2 separate regions of the Rattus norvegicus genome follow, and region 1 is linked to region 2. A link is a contact called in public Hi-C data. All regions are on one chromosome and are shown on one strand. Each heading gives the region's core, a stretch centred on a gene start, on an enhancer-like site or on the middle of the called end of the contact. The rest is flanking DNA. Distances are from core to core; before and after follow the strand shown. Region 1 overlaps Nedd4l (NEDD4 like E3 ubiquitin protein ligase). Region 2 overlaps Nedd4l (NEDD4 like E3 ubiquitin protein ligase).

What was found. A called contact is a pair of places that touch in the nucleus more often than the background predicts.
Region 1: a Hi-C map of Schwann cells shows a contact between it and region 2, with 3 times the contacts expected there. The contact joins two enhancer-like sites. A contact is called at or near these places in 1 of 12 Hi-C or Micro-C datasets (Schwann cells) and 1 of 1 datasets of contacts at active chromatin or transcription factors (oligodendrocytes).

Annotation. Positions count from the first base shown.
Region 1 is chr18:60,924,636-60,927,335 of GRCr8, forward strand. Nedd4l (NEDD4 like E3 ubiquitin protein ligase) reads left to right here. Exons shown (of 31, transcript NM_001401320.1): 7 at 1,950-2,011; 8 at 2,338-2,440. Among named protein-coding and RNA genes, the nearest start is that of Mir122, 100 kb to the right of the region's middle. Within about 2 kb of position 1,431, at least 2 of the 93 cell types and tissues checked have an H3K27ac peak or open chromatin away from gene starts, as enhancers often do. A contact at or near this core is called in Schwann cells, where this site is marked.
Region 2 is chr18:60,763,005-60,765,704 of GRCr8, forward strand. All of the region lies in intron 1 of Nedd4l (NEDD4 like E3 ubiquitin protein ligase), which reads left to right. Among named protein-coding and RNA genes, the nearest start is that of Nedd4l, 100 kb to the left of the region's middle. Within about 2 kb of position 1,262, at least 46 of the 93 cell types and tissues checked have an H3K27ac peak or open chromatin away from gene starts, as enhancers often do. A contact at or near this core is called in Schwann cells, where this site is marked.

The DNA.
Region 1 (2,700 bases), core at 181-2,680, 160 kb after region 2:
ACACACGAACTCACAGCAACAACTTGCACAAACCTGCGCAAGGTCAAGCCAGGAAAGAGAGATCCCAGCTTGAGGAAGGGGAAGTAGACTGAAGCCAGCCCCTAGCCAAGTGTGACGCCTGCTGGGAAAGAGAAAGCCAGCTTTCTCCACTGGAGCAACACTGGGCATCTCAACCGCTCTCCAGGGTAGGCCCGTGCTCAGGAGCAGCTGGCCAACACAAAACACATTCTGTGCATTTTTGGTTCGGTTTGGCTTTATTTGGTCTATTTTGTCTTTAGGGTTTGTTCGTTTTGATTTTAGGGCTTTCTTAAGAGAGGCAGAACTGGGAATTGGGTGTGAAGAGAAACAGAGAGAATCTAGGAGGAGTTGTAGGGAGCAGGAAAGGATATGACCAAAGAATATTGAGGAAAAAATATAAAGCCAATAAATGAAAACTCATTGTAGTGTGTACATGTGTTTATAACCGTCTGCCTTACAATTCTAACAGTGAGGAAGCAGGCACAGGAAGATGCTCTCACCCCCACCCTGGGTTTCTGATCTGTCACACTAGCCTAATCAATGAGTATCTAACCTAATCAACGAGTATCAGGCCAGTGAGAGAGGAAAAAAAAAGCAGTCGGTGCCCAAGGTTGTCCTTTGGCCATCGCACAGAAACAGTCAAATACATGTGCACCAGGAAAAGGGGGAGAATAAGAGAGCAGAAAGCCATTGGGAAGAAAGGCTATAAACAGAATTCAAATGTAAGTACATACTCTCTTCATTCTCCTGACATAATATATCATTGTATTTTAGTTTGCCTCTCTTCCTATAAAAGCAAATATTTTGGATTGCATATTAATTTGACAGGATCAAGTATTTCAGGTTTGACCATATACATTTTAAAAAGAATAGCGGCACAGATTTTTCCCCAATTCCCTGCTTTATTAGCCAACCAACTTTGCATGTTAAAGTGAATCCCAACATCTTACCGGATAAGCATTCATGCTGTGCTGTTGGTTGCTTCTCTGTTGCTGTGATAAACATCGTGGACCAAAAGCAGTGTCGGGAGGGGAGGTTTATTATAGAGGGAAGCCAGGGCAGGAACTGAAGCAGAGACCACCAGCCCAGGGTGGTACTTCCAACAGGAGGCTGGGCCCTCCCACAGCAATCATTGATCAAGTAATATTGGGCAGACATGCTAAAAAGCTGATCCGATGGGGGTGATTCCTCACTTGGGGCTTCCTCTTTCCAGATGATTCTAGTTTGTGTCAAGTTGACAGACTAAGAAACACAGAGGCCGGTTTCACTCACTGATTCATGAAATGAGCCCGTGGGGGTGAGGGCTCCCTGGATACTGTGCATAGGGGTGAGGGCTCCCCAAATACTGTGCATGGTGGTGAGGGCTCCCCGAATACTGTGCATGGTGGTAAGGGCTCCCCGGATACTGTGCATGGTGGTGAGGGCTCCCCAGATACTGTGCATGGGGGTGAGGGCTCCCCGGATACTGTGTATGGGAGATGGTATCGACTCAGTCAGGCTGATGACTCGATCCTTTCACATGCAGCATTAAGTTGCAGCCCGAGGCTGGGCCTTGCGATCTGTTTGACTCTGTGTTTAGGTTTCTTCAGGGATAATGAGGCACCACTGACCGCCGGTTTTCCAAGTTAATCGACTCTGGGAGATTGAGGCCATACCCTGCAGTTAGAAATTATACTTGGCCATGGTGGCTATAATTTTGTCATTTGTCTCTGGCTGGGCTTGACTACTAGAACCTGATGTAGATAGTGACATCTAGTGGATCTTAGATAGACTTCTGCGGGCCTAGAGGATGTGCAGTGAATCAAGCCAGCTCTTTTTTTTTTTTTTTTTTAACCTTTGCCATGTACTAAGAATATATCCTTCATATTCCTGATGAGTGTCAAAAATAGGAAATTGTTGCTTTTCTGCTAATTTATTTTTCTTTCCCCTAGACAGAAGATCCAACCATGGAGAGACCCTATACATTTAAGGATTTTCTCCTGCGACCTAGAAGGTGGGTAGGTGTAGGGGTAAGGCTTGCCAGTGGGTGTAAGGGTGAGTTTTGAGGGTGGTTGTAGGGATGAGGATTGCAGGTGGGTGTAGGGGTGAGGCTCGCCGGTGGGTGTAGGGAAGATGTTTGCAGGTGGGTGTAAGGGTGAGTTTTGTGGGTGGGTGTAGGGGTGAGGATTGCAGGTGGGTGTAGGGATGAGTCTTGCCAGTGGGTGTAGGGGTAAGTGTTTGTAGTATTGGTTTCCCTGAGGACAGTTTCAGCAAACACCTTAAACAAGGAGGACGGAAACAAGCCATAGCCTTTACAACTGGTTCTCTTCCTGTGTGCAGTCATAAATCACGCGTCAAGGGGTTTTTGAGGTTGAAAATGGCCTACATGCCGAAAAACGGAGGTCAGGATGAAGAAAACAGCGAGCAGAGGGACGACATGGAGGTAGGAGAGACGGCCGAGGGCCCTGGCCTCTTCCTTGCTGCCCAGCTCACCTGAATTTCACTTCGAGACTGTCACTGGAGAAAGTGGTTGTTCATAAACCTAAATGTGAATTCACGTACATAGACCCTGAGTTTGTCTTTGGAAGTCCTCCAGTGTGTGACTGTTTTAGCAAAAAATGAAATCCCCATTTTATGTCACAACACAAATAAGAGGGCAGGCAGCTCTTCATGCGGTCCTTTTAATTATTTGTCTGGCTGCTG
Region 2 (2,700 bases), core at 12-2,511:
ATAGATTTTATGAAAGTCATAACATGCTTCAGAAAGTACAGTCATTCAGCCTGCAGCCCACGGCATGTGGTCCATTAGTCACATACCTTTACCTGCTTCCGTGCTCTGTGAGGACCTCTGCTTATCTGCATTTAGGCTAGTCACTTTGAGAAAACAAAGATAAGAAATCTTTACTGTTTAAAAATGATTTTTATAGTGCGGCACTCTTCGCTTAAACTTCAGAGAGCAAGTGAGCGAGTAAGCGAGCGAGCGAGCTTTCTTACAACATCTGCTTGTAAATAGTGTTCCATAAAAGGCTCTCTCCTCTCTCCCTATCTCCCAGCTGCTGGCTGCCTACTGTTTAAGATTTCATTTCATCCCAAAATGAAGTGCTATATCTGTGTGACTTGGCAAAACAGGACAAAAGCCTCTGGGTTTGTTTGTTTGTTTGTTTGTTTGTTTGATAGAGTGGGCTTATTCATTTTAGAAATGCAGCAAGCTGGATGGGTCCTTGACCCGTGACTTACTTTTTTAAACATTTTCCTTATCATTTGTTTGTGCTGAGACTTTTGTAAAAGTTGGATTCCCTCCCAAACCCCCCGCCACGGCCCCTCCTCCCCTCCCGTTTTGTTCTTTGTGGTGCTGACTATGGGAGCTACAAACTTTTTTTGTTTTTTAAATAGTTTATGTTTCAAAGGAAAAACTACAAGTAAATAAGACATTACCCACTAGCCAGAAGTCATCAGTATGTGGCTTCTTTCCTAGATACTCTGCTGCATGCACATGTCATTGACTTTTTTTTATAAAAATAATTATTGTGTGTGCATGAGCACGTGCAGAGGTGTGCCTGTTGAAGCCGGTGTGTGTGTGTGTGTGTGTGTGTGTGTGTGTGTGTGTGTAGGTCAGGGGACAGCTCAGGAGTCAGGTCTCTACTGCCATCTTGTGGGATCGGGGATCGGACTCAGCTCTGTGTCTCATCTTCCTGCTGAGCGGTCTCTTTAGCCCTGTCATTGCCACAAAACAAAACAAACAATAAGGTGCTGAATAGAAAGGCAGGCTCACAGCTGCTTCAGTTTTTGGTTTTCAGGGGGACGATGATCTTCTGATCTGGGAGGGGCAGCAGGTCATGGGGTTGGGAGTGGGAGGCTTCCTTTTACTCTCTGTGAAGTTTCCCTCTCCAAAGCATCATGTATCCCTTTCTCCATTTAATAGAGAGATGGTGATGCAAACAGAGTGTGTCCAGCCATTGGCAGAAGCCCTCATTTCTTCCAACAGTCCATTGGCCAGAACTTAATCATGTGATGTCTCCCAAACCACAAGGAAGGCTGGGAAATGTAGTCTAGTTTTGTGTCTAGGTGGAAAAAGGAATCAGCATGTTAACAATTTGCTTGGCTATTAACTCATTTTTATTTTGTTTGTTTGACTCTTTTTTGGTTGTTGTTGGGTCTGTATGTAGCCTCGACTATCATGAAACTCACTGCGTAGAGCAGTCTGGCCTTGAACTCACAGAGATTCACCTGCCACTGCCTCTGGAATGCTTGGATTAAGGCATCTGGCACCACGGCAGGCTGGGATCAGATATTTCATTTTTAACAGGTTTTATGACTTTGTTTTGTTGAGACAGTGTCTAACTGTGCTGTCCCTGTTGGCCTGGAGCTCATGGTTTCCGTCCCTTAGCCTCTGAGTACTGGAATTACATGGACACACCACCATGCCCCATGCCCCACTGGATGCACTCTTGTTTGCTCTGTCTGGGTTACTTCTGCATCCACCTTGCTGGAAGCCCCCACAGGTTCTCTCCCTCCTTTCTGTGTAAGCCACGATGGTCACCCATGTTTTATATATAGCGCTTCCATCAAAATGATTGGTGTAATGTCCACCCTCTTCTAAACATTCCAGTCTGGTCTCTGACCTCCTCACACCATAGTGCCCTTCTGGGCACATTCTTCACTGGTCTGTCCATGTGTCCCCAGGTTTGCTGATAGCCCTGCCTGAAACTTCCTGCTCACACTCAACACGGCCTACCAGGGCTTCACTCACATGACTTCCCCTCAGGGTGATCTTCCATTACCATTGGCCATGCATCATCCACCGCCTGCCTTGATCAGCTGCTTCACCGACTGTCATGATGTCTCTAAAGCATTTACTGCCAGCCGGCAGAAGCTGTGTGTGTCCAGTCTGTCCTTCTGCCTCATTCGGATTGAACTCTGTCTTGTTTACATTTCTGTCCCCAGATACTATATCTCTGACACACGGTGGTATTCAGTAAGTGTTCATTAGATGGAGGAGGAACATCACAACGTAGTATGTGTGTGCATGTGTGTGATACATACTTATAAAATACATTAATTTAGTTTTTGAGAATTACATACACTGATCATATTGTTTCTTTTCTCCAACTCCTCCCAGATTCTCCACCACCTCTACCCATCCAACTATAAGTTTTTCTTTTTTAAGAGAAAAAAAAACAAATATACTCACAATCTCTCATACACACACACTCACACACATACACATACATGTTCACACACATGCTCACATACTCTCACACAGGCTCACACACACATACCTACACACTCACACACACTCACACACTCACATACTCTCATACACTCACACATATACACACATACACATACACACACATGCTCACACACATTCTCACACATGTTCACACACTCACTCTCACACACATACTCACACACATACTTTCACACTCTC